Regions from separate parts of the Sus scrofa genome. Here region 2 is linked to region 1. Evidence: chromatin contacts called from public Hi-C data. All regions are on one chromosome and are shown on one strand. Each heading gives the region's core, a stretch centred on a gene start, on an enhancer-like site or on the middle of the called end of the contact. The rest is flanking DNA. Distances are from core to core; before and after follow the strand shown. Region 1 overlaps KIF26B (kinesin-like protein KIF26B). Region 2 overlaps KIF26B (kinesin-like protein KIF26B).

The links. Hi-C and Micro-C count contacts between places; a contact is called where the count stands out from the background.
Region 2: a contact with region 1 is called in a Hi-C map of fetal heart ventricle, with 2.3 times the contacts expected there. The contact joins two enhancer-like sites. A contact is called at or near these places in 2 of 47 Hi-C or Micro-C datasets (fetal heart ventricle and heart right ventricle).

Annotation. Positions count from the first base shown.
Region 1 is chr10:17,952,700-17,959,379 of Sscrofa11.1, forward strand. All of the region lies in intron 4 of KIF26B (kinesin-like protein KIF26B), which reads left to right. Among named protein-coding and RNA genes, the nearest start is that of KIF26B, 250 kb to the left of the region's middle. Within about 2 kb of position 1,477, at least 5 of the 83 cell types and tissues checked have an H3K27ac peak or open chromatin away from gene starts, as enhancers often do.
Region 2 is chr10:18,166,096-18,172,577 of Sscrofa11.1, forward strand. All of the region lies in intron 11 of KIF26B (kinesin-like protein KIF26B), which reads left to right. Among named protein-coding and RNA genes, the nearest start is that of KIF26B, 460 kb to the left of the region's middle. Within about 2 kb of position 1,671, at least 6 of the 83 cell types and tissues checked have an H3K27ac peak or open chromatin away from gene starts, as enhancers often do.

The DNA of each region.
Region 1 (6,680 bases), core at 227-2,726:
AGCAGTAATGAAACTGACTGGTATCCATGAGGATGAGAGTTCGATCCCCGGCCCTGCTCTGTGGGTTAGGGATCTGGCATTGCCGTGAGCTGTGGTGTAGGTCCCAGACATGGCTCAGATCCTGTGTTGCTGTGGCTGTGACATAGACTGGCAGCTGCATCTCTGATTTTTTTTTTTTTTGTCTTTTTGCCATTTCTTGGGCCACTTCCGCGGCATATGGAGGTTCCCAGGCTAGGGGTTGAATTGGGGCTGTAGCCACCGGCCTACGCCAGAGCCACAGCAACGCAAGATCCGAGCTGCGTCTGCAACCTACACCACAGCTCAGGGCAACGCCAGATCGTTAACCCACTGAGCAAGGGCAGGGATCGAACCCGCAACCTCATGGTTCCTAGTTGGATTCGTTAACCACTGCGCCACGACGGGAACACCTGCATCTCTGATTTGACCCCTAGCCTGAGATCTTCCATGTGATGTGTGTGCGTCCCTAAAACAACAACAAAAACAAGGAAGGAGTTGTCCCCCAGTTTGCCTAAGAGAAAATGCTGTTCCTAAAAAAATATTTTAATTGTGGTTGGTTTACATTGTTCTGTCAATTTCTGCTGTACAGTAAAGTGACCCAGTCTGACATCTAGACACACTATTTTTCTCATACTATCTGTCATCATGTTTCATCACAAGGGATTGGACATAGCTCCCTGTGCTGAGCAGCAGCACCTCATTGCTCATCCATTCTAAATGTAACAGTTTGTATCTACTCGTCCCAAACTCCCCATCCCAAACTCCCTGTCCATCCCACTCCCTCCGCCTCTCCCTCTGCAAGCCCAAGTCTGCTCTCCATGTCTGAGTCTGTTTAGAAAATGCTTTCTATGTTATTTTCTGGAATTTGGGGTCATAATATCATTAGATGTAAAGACTGAGTCGAATGCATTTGCCGTCCAGAGATGCTGTTTAACACAGGAAATGGATACTGTTGGTGTCAAGTCCAAGGGAGGCAGCTTTCTGGATCAGTAATGCCATTTGAGATGACCCTTCATGCTGACACCCTCTGGGAGATCTCGGAGTCCTTCCCGTCAGTGGGGAAATTAAAGGTCCATGGCTTATAGATTGTGGTCGGTGATGGGAAAACACCCTTGGGTGATAACAGCCAAACATCTTTCGGTGCTGTGGTCAGGATCGTAACTGAATTTAAGCCTCGAGATTTCTTTGTGGGCAAGTACATTGCTCCTCATGCTGAGGTTTCCCTGCAAAAACTGTAAGACATGAGTCTTGCCTGAGATGAGAATGTAGCGAGCAAGCAGCTTGATCAGTGAGGTCTGTGAGCAGCAGCTCTAGGTGCAGACAAACGGTGGGGGGGGGGGCTTGGACGCGCACTGAAGACCCCACGTGGACAATCACACGCATGTGCACACACAGGCACCCCCTCCCCGTGCCTGGCTCCTTTGCTGCTGTCCCGTGTTTCATTGCTCACCACCCTGAGAGATGTCATGTGATGTTTTGAACATCACAGATACTGTTGCTCTAGTGAAATGGTCCCGTGTAACTGAGCTGGAGAGCTGACAGCAGGTTTTAATCAGAACTCAACCAAACAAAAGCCTGTGGTGAAAATCTAGTCGTCGTCCCAACCGCCTCCCCCGGCCCCCCGCCCAAAGTTAGTGCTTAAGACCCCCTGACACGTTTTCAGCGGCTGTTTCTAGACTGTGACATACACACATCATCAAGATAACGAATCCTTTCCCCCAGAACTTGATGTCTTTCAAATGTGTTAGATGAAGAGATTGGAGTTTGTGAATTTCAATGTTCCCAGGAAGAGTCTTGCAGCTTTCACAGGGGCGTGAGAGAAAAAATTAATTCAGAGCCGTCTGGAACGCAGAGGTAAAGCGGGGTTCTCTGAAGAGAAGGCTCTTGATTGCACACTGTGCAATGAAGCTAAAGTTCCGGGCCTCCTGCTGTTTGAGCTTTTTTCTCTTACCGTGGGTTTTGGGGAGGGGACCACAAGAGCCACTGCAAGGGGACAGTTAGACAGAGGGGTTGGACTGAGGGTGGAAGGCAGAAAGAAAATGTCTCAGAATCACATAAATCGGGGTCCAGTCTTGGCTCCTCCAAGCTCGATGCTCTCCCCTGGAGCCCCAGCTTTCTGACCACTGGTCTCTTAGAATCCAGTTCCTACAGGACCACAGTGAGGGCAGATCCACTACGGCTCAGGCTTCAACCCCATCTCGCATGCCTATGCCGCCTGCCTGGTCTGGGAGCTAGAGGTGGGGGCTGTTGTGGGGTTGGAGAATGGTTGGGGTCCTGGGTTGGGGGATTAGGGCTCATCTCCTCGCCCTTTGGCGAAGCCAAGGCTTCCTGGTAGATTTTTATAGAACAGAGCCTTCATTATAGCTCACAGCAAAAAAAAAAAAAAAAAAAGGAAAAAAAAGAAAGTCTCTCGAGAGACTTGCTTTTGAAGGCAGGGGGCACCACTGGTAGGAAAGGCCACTGCCCGGGAATAAAACTGAGTGAGCGCTGCTGAGTAAGTAGGCGGGGGATGGGGTAGGCAATGCAGGGTCAGGGGTAGGTGGTAGGTGTTACTTTTGTCGCCAGAATGACCATGGAAGGAAAGCTTCTCACATCCAGCCATCGGGGGCTGTAGTGTCTGCCCCATGTGGCTCCTGAGAGCCAGCTCTGGCTTGGGAAGCTGAGGGCTGGAGCAATTCCCGGTGAGGTGAATTCATTGCTGTTGGCGTGGCGGGGGCTGCAGCCAGGGGGCCCCCCTGGGGGCGCGTTCCTTCAGCCACATGTTGGGGGGTGACCCGGGATCCCCTCCAGCCTCTGTCTGTGGCTGCTCAGCCTGGACAAAGGTGGGGAAGTACAACCCCTTTCCTCCTTCCCATTCCTGGAGGACCTCTTTGACTTACGGATGTGCCTAAAAACACATTCTGGAGACTCCCCTTTACCAAATCACGGGGCCCTTTCTGCATACACACCACCTGCGAGTTGGAGAGGGAGCGAGATCACGTGTCTTTGGCCGACTGCAGGTTTTTCTGTCTAGCGTTCTTTCTCATCTCTTGAGGTCAGTGGTTAAGTAAAATTTGCTCCCTGTAATCGTGCAAGTCTATTAGGTACCCAGGTTACATAGTACCCCTCAGTAATGAGGTGCGATCTTATCATCATTTTCTTTATTTATTTAGTCTTTTTAGGACCATACCTATGGCTTATGGAGGTTCCCAGGCTAGGGTTTGAATTGGAGCTGCAGCTGCCGACCTACACCACAGCCACAGCAACTCACGATCTGGGCTGCGTCTGCGACCTACCCCACAGCTCACAGCAACGCTGGATCCCGAACCCACTGAGCGAGGCCAGGGATCAAACCTACATCCTCATGGATACCAGGCGGGTTCCTTATTGCTGAGCCACAACAGGAACTCCCTAATAATTAAAAAAATAAATAAATAAAGAATGGAGTCCAAGTCCTGCTTTTCCATCTGAAACTTCCCTATTTAATGGCTGAAAGGCTTGGACAAATCACCTAACTCCTCTGAGCCTCTGTTTTCTCATCTGCGAAATGGGAACAATAGCGTGTTTGCCCAACTTAATGTCGATTGTTTCACATGAGGCTTGTAAGGGGAAGAAGAGGTGTGAGAGCAACTTTCTTCTGTTAATGACGATAGCACTATCCTAGATAGGGACCAGCCTTCTCTGCTGTATGGCCAGTTCAGTGACAAGCTGTCATGGTCTCAGAGAGCCACAGAAAGAATTTGGATGGGAAGGGTTCTTTAATAGCTGAATGTCATCCTGGAGACAATTTGTTTCCTTTATTGTGGAACAATTCAGTTACGACCTATGTGTAGTTTGAAGCATTGAGGAAGATAGAATCCTTGGTAACAAGCACGATAAGAAAAGCTCCATCAAAACCCATCACTCTGAAGCCTACACCCCAGTATGTGTAGGAAAAAAATCATAGCTTATCTGATAAGGGGGCTATCTCTCTCTCTCTCAGAATAGTCTGGAATGGATATGATTTTAATTTTTCAATTAAAGCAGCCATGGCTACACATATTCAGAGCAAGCCTAGTTCCACTCTTTTTCAGCGTCATAAAGATTTGGGTCAACAGAGATAACAGAGAGAAGTTGATTAAGCCAGCTATTTGGTGGATTACCTTTGTAAAAGATATTGACAGCAGTGAGCTAGTGAATTGTACACAACTATCAAGGGAAAAAAGAAGTAAACATTGCAGGTACAGGGACTGTAAGAAATGTTGGCACATATGCCCGCCACAGTGCCTGGCATGTACTGAGTACCCAGTAGGTGACTGTCAATGTGAATAAATGAGCAAATGAATTCCTGGTCTAAAAAAGAGGCCCTCTTGAGTCCTGAACTAGCACAGAGTGGAGCCCAAACGCTACACTTTGGTGGTGTTATATCCCAATGGTCAAATGAAATAGAAACACAAGGATTTTTCTTTTCTTTCTTTTCTTTTCTTTTCTTTTTTTTTCCTGCTTAGGGCCACACCTGTGCCATATGGAAGTTCCCAGGCTAGGGGTCAAATTGGAGGTGTAGTTGCTGGCCTATGACTCAGCCACAGCAATACCAGCGCCTTAACCCACTGAGCAGTGCCAGGGATCGAACCCACATCCTCATGGATACTAGTCAGACTCGTCACCCCTGAGCCACAATAGGAACTCCAAAGAAGATGATCTTGACACCCCTTCTAGCTCAAAACCTTCTGCAATTCTAATTTCTAAAAACAACCTCTTACTAAGTAATTGTACTTAGAGGTTAGAGAATTGAGTGTCGCAGGTCCACTCATCTCTGGTCTTTAAGAGTTGGGGATCCAAGCTTGTTTGACATAAGATAGGCAATAGCTCGCTTTTAAGGAGGCCAGTGCACTGAAATTCATTTGCTAGGTGACACTGTTGAAAGCCACGTGCTCATGGGATTGTCACATCCATCTTGGGCCAGATTCAGGAATCGGGAATCACCCAGAAATCTGTGCCTCTGTGGTGGGCATCTTGCTGTTGGCCACACATCCTGGTGGCTTCTTCGTGGGTTTGCCCGGCACCTGCCAGGACTATTCAGAAGAATTGCCCTCCCTTCCCTCCAAACTTGAGATAAGAATGACAGTAATGCAAAGGAAGAAACACACCCATCTAGAACATGAGATGGTGCAGAGTTCCCATAGGGGTGCAATGGTAATGAACCTGACGGGTAACCATGAGGATGAGGGTTTGATCCCTGGCCTCGCTCAGCAGGTTGGGAATCCGGTGTGGCCGTGAGCTGTGGTGTAGGTCACAGGCGTAGCTCAAATCTGGTGTTGCTGTGGCTGTGGTGTAGGCTAGTGGCTGCAGCTCTGATTTGACCCCTAGCCAGGGAACTTCCATATGGCATGAGTGCAGCCCTAAAAAAAAAAAAAAAAAAAAAAAAAAAAAAAACTGGCTTTTTTCAGATGTCTTTGTGTGTTAAAATCAGTGTGTGTCTCTTAGATCTTGATGAAATGGTGCTGTGGATTTGGGGGTTTTGTTTTTGGACACTGCCCAGGAGGGCGTCATGGACCACACTGGTGCATCATCAGTGTCATTTCATGGTGACAGCTGCATGCATGGCCATGGCCGGGTCCCCGCTATGTCAGTTACCCCCTCCAGGCTGCCTCCCACCTCAGGGAGAGTGGCAGCTGGTTGAGGGGAGCTCCCACCCCCCCGGGCAGCAGAGGAAGCCCCAGGAGAGGTGACACGGGCCCTCTGCCTGGGCATCAGCTCCTGCCAGTGAGGGAAAGTCCTCCAGGCCCCTGACTGCTTTTGCTGCCTCCTCTCGGGTTTCTTGAATGTGGGTTGAGTTTCCTTATAATGCGTTGAATGAATGAGAATAAGAAAGTGTGTGTTGGCAGAATTACAGCAGAATAATGCCAGGACTTTCCAAGTCAGCACATGAATTTAAGCAGAGCAGAGTTTCAAGTCCGTGGGGCTCAGAGCGATCGCTATTCTTCGAATAATGAAAAGTACAAATGTTTTATGTTCAAAGGTTAACAAATGGGCCTCTTTCCCTGGCCCTCTGGCTGCTCAAAGTGGGTGCTGCTCCTGATTGCACTTGTATTTTCTAGACAATTAGGAACATTTTCCACTCAGCATTTAAGAGGTTCGAGCTGGTGGGAGACACTTTTTTTTTTCTTCAAGCTAAAGTTTCCTTTAAAACAAAACAAAACAAAACAGTTTTTCCTTTCTACAAGTGGACGAAAATTTTAAAGTATCAGGCTTTCAAAATAGCGCACTTAGCCTTGTCTGCATAATTATTATATTTGTCATGGGATTAGCACGTTCCCAGACTGTGTTTCTACGCAAGTATCTAACGTTGCCCAGAATTGTGGTTCTTCACAGGGTATTATGTGGATTTAGGCAAAGTGGACCCAGCGCCATCCACTAGAACTTGTGTTATCAAGGCAGTTATTGCCGATAAAATGGAAGCCACTGATCTTAATGAGCCAGTAGGAAAATGAAAGCTGCTGAAACAGCCTAAACACCACAGATAAACAAAAAACACACAAGACAACAGCAAAACCCTTGGTAATTCATGGTGGGCTGAACCTATTTTCAGGAACTTCTCTGCATCATCATTTATTTGCTGCCTGCCTAGAGCAAACAACAATAATAACAAATAGTGTCTTGTCTAATTTCTTACATTCTTTCTTAGTGGCTTCACTTTTCCC
Region 2 (6,482 bases), core at 421-2,920, 210 kb after region 1:
ACACAGAGGAATGTGTGTGACCGTGTGACCTCCAGGGAGACAGGCAGACAGACAGATAGATACCATTGGGCTGTATGGGCCTGTGGCCATATTTACCAGCCTTACCAGTCACATCCTTTTCTTCCCGTTTGACACAGTAAATAAAAGAGTGGAAAGAAGGGTGGGAACATTATTCTCGGTCTTTCCAAGGGGTTAGAGATCCCTAATTTATGGACTTGCTGGGTCACAGGGAGAAGGGGAGAATCATTTCCAATACTCGTTTGCTGGGTCTCCAGCTCCATGCCAGTAGCTAGCATGGGCGTGCAGGAGCTCTGGGTGACAGCATGATGCCAACAGCTCGGAGTCATTGTTCCCTGGCTGTGCCTGCTTCCGGGGTGTTTAATTCTGCCACCAGTCTCATGGCTTCAGTGCTATTCTGATCATACTTGTGTTACAGAAGAGGAAACTGAGTCGAGGCGGGAGTGACTTGTGTTTACACGGCTGGTAGGCAACAGGGCTTCTCCATGACCTCCTGGTACCACCACGTCCCAACACAGGGTCCAGGATGCTGTGCTGCTCAATCAGGATTTGAGGTAACAGATGCGGTCAGACAGTGGATCAGATGTATCTGCAGAGCTGAAACATGTGCCATCAGTTATAAGTGAAAGCATATGAGTTCAAGGCATGGGACCAGCTGTGGCCAGCTGTCCGTTCAGGGTCAGTCTCCTGGCCTCGCCTTTTTAATGGGACAGCCAAGCTGGATGACTCCCAGGTAATTGCGACAGCAAGGAAACAGGGAAGATGAGGATAGGGAAGAAATCACCCTTCTAGAACCTAAGCCACTTGGCAGGACTGAATCAGAAATATTGACAGGGCCTGAGGTAGCAGGTTGGAAAGCCAGCCTCATTAAAGGGCTCCCAGAGGGGCCTCAGAGTCCCCATCCCATATTCTGGACACCACCAGTGGACAGTCCAGCCAGTCTCAGCTCTGTCACAAGCTTTCTTCTCTTCCTTCCTTTTTTTTTTTTTTTTTTTTTTTTTTTTTTTTTTTTTTTTTCCCCACAGCCACATCCACAGCATTGGGAAGTTCCCAGGCTAGGGGTCAAATCAGAGCTGCAGCTACCAGCCTACACCACAGCCACAGCCAGGCCAGATCCGAGCCATGTCTGTGACCTACACCACAGCTCAAGGTAACACCAGGTCCTTAACCCACGGAGCAAGGCCAGGGATCGAACCGGCATCCTCTTGTATACTAGTCAGGTTTGTTTCTGCTAAGCCACAGTGGGAACACCCTTCTTCTCTTTCTTAGTTTCGGGAATCTTTCTCAGGTATGAGCCTGAAAGTTCGTGTAGCCGTTTCATGTGCCCTGTTCATGGGGAAAACCGCAGGATGCTCGGATGCTGGCAGGATGCTCAGATGCCTTGCAGCGTGGGTTGGGATGAGGCTGCAGCAGGAGAGGTGTGACCGTTCCCCACGCTGGAGCCTGAATACGAGACACGGCTCCCCGATAAGACAGGTTCCAGCCCTGTTCTCCTCTGGTGGTGGTTCCTGGGGGTGCGTTGAGGTCTTCCGGAGTGAGCAGATTCCTCTTAGAAGAGGAGGGGTTATCACACAGGCTTCGATGTCTTCTGTCCTCTTCGTCAACAGAAAGGTGAAAAAGAGACAGGCAGGAGGTGAGAATGACGGCAAGGCTGTCAGGGCCAGAGATAAGGAGCTCCCTCCAACACCAGGCTAAGAATAGCAGCTTGGGGCATTTCCACACTCGGCAGATAAGGCCATCAGTCTCGCAATGGGACCTTGTGACGTTTTTTCAGGCTGGGCTCTCAGAGAAATACGTGAAGTCAGACACGTGTGGTTTCCAAAAGAGAGGAAGTGGGACACGGGCGGGGGAGGTGACGCTGAGCTGCGACCAGGGGAGGCAGGTGGTTACACCCGGCCCACTGCTCACCTCCCAACACGCCGGCACTCTTCCTGCAGTTTGCATTGTCCACCAGCCAAATTGGAGGAACCAGTCTTACTCCTTCTCTACCCCAGAAATGTGACAGGTGTCGTTGGGAGGAGGTCTGTGCTCGCCCTTTAAAGAAACATGCGTCAAAAGCGAACATATGATTGTTTTAATGTATTTCCAAATGTTATAACCCAGACTGACCTGGCACCATCGTATCTTTTCAGCTGTTTCTTGATTTTGACTTTTCTTTCTTTTTTTAGAGCAGCACCCAAGGCATATGGAAGTTCCCATGCTAGGGGTTGAACTGCAGCTGCCGCTACGGGCCTGTGCCCCAACCACAACAGCGCCAGATCTGAGCCGCAGCTCGTGGCAATGCCAGATCCTTAACCCACTGATCGAGGCCAGGGATCAAACCCACATCCTCATGGATGCTGGCTAGATTCTTAACCAGCTGAGCCACAACGGGAGCTCCTCTGTTTCTTGATTTTTAAAGTATGCATCTCTTTTGGCCAAATGGATTATAATTACCTTTTGTTACAATAGAAGCTTCGTGCATTTTTCAACAAGAGTTTGTGTGCCTGATGTGCCAGGTTGCTGCCAGATACAGGCATTCAGTTTAAGACACTCCAGCCCTGAGAACTGTGCACAAAGAGAGAAGGAATGGCTCCCTTAGGAAATGAATGACCCCGCCCACCACCTCCGTCAGTGAGGCCTCCAGGCCTGGGGGTGAGCAGAGGTTGCCGTGCCCTGCATTGTGTCTGTGTGGCCCACTGGCCACAGTGATCCAAATATTTAAAGATACAAATTTAAATACAAGCCATGCACCTCTGGTGCTGAGCCAGGCACAGTGATGTGCTCCAAGACTGGAGCAAAACCTGAATGTGTTAGATTTCACTGAAGAAGGGTTTTCCTTCCAAAGAGACTTTTAAGGCTGATCTTAGTGGTACAGATTTCAACTTAACACTTTAGATCCCAAGTGATACAGAACGTGTAAGTCCCTTACTCTTGGAACACAGGGTGGTTCAGATCAGCAAGGTGCATTCTGGCCCCAACGACCTGACTGAGGAGTTTAAGTGCCTGATTTTTTGTTACATGTCTGGAGGAGGCTGCCAAAAACATACAGGAAATAGTTTGAGAACTATGTCACAGCATATGCATAAGTTCTTTTATCCATTTAGGCATTTATTCACTGTTCGTTCAGAAACACTTCTTGGGCCCCTTTCCGTGTGCAAGAATAACACAGATGATCACCACTCAGACAATTTACCATCTAGTGGAGATACAGACATAACAGTCAAGTCCTACACCTGGTACTATGTGAACACCAGTGTTTAACCCCCACTGTGGAAAGAGGGATTTAAAAAAGGATGTGGGATTTGTCTTTCTCTTCCTGACTTACTTCAGTTAGTATGTGAATCTCTAGTTGCATCCATGTTGCTGCACATGGCATACTTTTGTCCTTTTTTATGGCTGAGTAGTATTCCATCGTGTATATGTACCACATCTTAAACCACTCATCTGTCGATGGACATTAGGTGGCTTCCATGTCTTGGCTATTGTGAACAGCGCTGCAGAGAACCTGGTGGTGTATGGAATTTGGGGGTGGTAGATGCAAACTATTACATTTAGAATGGATAAGCCATGAGGTCCTACTGTACAGCACAGGGAACTCTATCCAGTCTCTTGGGCTAGACCATGATGGAAGAGAGAATGAGGAAAAGAATGTATATATATGTATGACTGGGTCAGTATGCTGTACAGCAGAAATTGACCCAGCACTGTAAATCAATTATACTCTAGTAAAAATGAAATTAAAAAAAAAAAAGGCTGAGGGAATCTGAAATATTATAGTAAAGGCTGTCTCAGCAGAGGTGGTGATCCCAAAGCTCTCTTCATGTACTCCCACTCTTTCTCCATTCATTCTCACCCTCTGCATTTTCCCAAGGTTCCCACCATCCATCCTTAAATGCCTGAGCTGTTCAGAGCCATTCTGTCATTCGCTAGATGATGTCGACACTGCCTGACACAAATCATGATACACCACTGAGCCAAAGGCAAGACTCCGAATCCTTGGCTAATTGTTATCTTTCATGATAACTAATCATCATATCACAAGTCATGTTGCCACCAGAAGAAAACAGCCAGAGGGGGAGGGCTCTAGGTTAGTTCAGGGCCAATGCACAGAGAACCCAAGATGCCCTTGGGTTCGTACATGGTTACTCAAGGAGAGCTTGATTTAGGCACAATTAGGCATGAGAAGGGACAGAGCATACAAATGAGTTGGGGCTTAATTCATTTAAAAACTGTCTTGAACATTAATAGCGCTTCAATCAGAGTATCCAACCATAAATTCTCACCTATTTCACAACTGGTTCAGGCTCAATTGAGCATTAATAGATTTTTGGGGGGTCCATGCAAATGAGATGATAATTCATTTCATGTGTAATTGAACAATTTTCAAATAGTTATAGTCACGGAGCAGTTAGGTTGTACCAAATTGTCTAAGGTACCTAGTAATTTTTTAAACTAAAACAGAGCTGAATTTCATTAAAAATTTTTTTTTTTACATTTTTATTTTTGTTGTTGTTGTTCTCTTCAGGGCCGCACCCGTGGCATATGGAAGTCCACAGGCTAGGGGTGAAATGGAGCTGCAGTTGCCAGCCTACACCACAGCCACAGCAACAGGGGATCCGAGCCATGTCTGCTTATAGCAACACCAGATCCTTCCCCCACTGATGGAGGCCAGGGATTGAACCCGAGTTCTCATGGCTACTAGTCAGGTTCATTACCACTGAGCCACCACAGGAACTTGCATTTCATTTTGATGTACAAAGAAAGAACTGGAGAAATAGAGGTGGTTCTGGTACATTTGATACTACATTTGAAGAATATTAGACCTTAAGAGACTTTGTGATACTCCTTTGGGGCAACAACCCCAATTGCTATTTACTTTCATTTGTCCTTACCATTCTTTCTTATCCTTCCCCCCACCTGAAATCAGTGAAAATGTTGAGGATGTCTAGATATGGATAAAAGGAGGTGTGTGAGGGCCCCCAGTTTATACGCATGTGCACTTCCTAGTTTTGTGCCAATTTTACTGACAGTTAAATACATCTGTCCTAAAAATGCTATCTGAGATCTTTCCTCCAAACCACTTATCTTATTTCTCTCATGAACTTGTCATCCCTGAGCAGGAAATCCCACGCTGAGGACTAACTGCAGTTGGTTGTTTGTATTTCGAGGATTTTGTGTAGTTTGCTAAACAAAATCCAGGGACAGCCCTAAGGGCCCATGTCGTACCCACTGCTTCCTTCTGAGGATTCTTTCTGGTGAAGGCAGCGGAGGTTTTAGTTTCATCTGCTCCCTGCACACGCTGCCAGAAGGTGCTTTTCTTTTCTTCATTTCCTTTTTGGACCACCCTGCGGCATATGGAGTTCCCAGGCCAGCCGTCAGATTCGAGGCACCGTCTCCACCTGGGTGCTGCCACTGCACCCAGTGTGCTGAGCTGGGGATCAAACCTGCATCCTAGTGCTCCCAAGAATGTGCTTTTAGTTAGTTAGTTAGTTAGTTAGTTATTTTTGTCTTTGTCTTTTTAGGGCCACACCTGCAGCACATGGAGGTTCCCAGGCTAGGGGTCCCATCAGAGCTGTTGCTGCCAGCCTACGCCAGAGCCACAGCAATGCCAGATCCAAGCCGCGTCTGCCACCTACACCACAGCTCACAGCAACGCTGGACCTTTACCCACGGAGAGAGGCCAGGGATCAAACCGGCAACATCATGGTTCCTAGTTGGATTCGTTTCCGCTGCGCCACGACGACGGGAACTCCGAATGTGCTTTTAAAATGCAATTCTGGGAGTTCCCACAGTGTGAGTGCAATGCCAGAACCCAGTGGGTTAGGGATCCAGCATTACTGCAGCTATGGCTTAGGTCACAACTATGGCTTGGATCTGATCCCTGGCCTGGGAACTCCATATGCCACAGGGCAGTGAAAAACTAAAAACTACAAACTATATTGTTTAGTTTTGTCTGGTTTTAAACTTTACATATATGAAAACGTACTCTCTCCCTAGCCCTTCTATAACTTACTTTTTTCAATCGATATTTCATTTTTGTGCATCCCTTTTTATGCATGTAACTCTAAGAATTTTCGTTAATGTATGATTTTTCCATTACAGGAGGCTGTTTCAGAGTGTTTGTTTTTCTATTGGTGGATTTCTAAGTGAATTTTTTTTTTTTGGTCTTTTTTCTTTTTAGAGCCACACCTGTGGCATATGGAGGTTCCCAGGCTAGGGGTCTAATCACAGCAATGCCAGATCTGAACCGTGTCTGTGACTTACACCACAACTCATGGCAACGCCAGATCCCCCACCCACTGAGTGAGGCCAGGCATCGAACCCGCAACCTCATGGTTCCTAGTCAGATTCGTTTCTACTGCGCCAAGACAGGAACTCCTCCAAGTGATTTTTTAAAAATTAATTGTCGAATTTTGTCTAACCTGTTTCTGCATCTAATGAGAAAATCACATGGCTTTCCTCCTTTAATTCTGTAATATGGT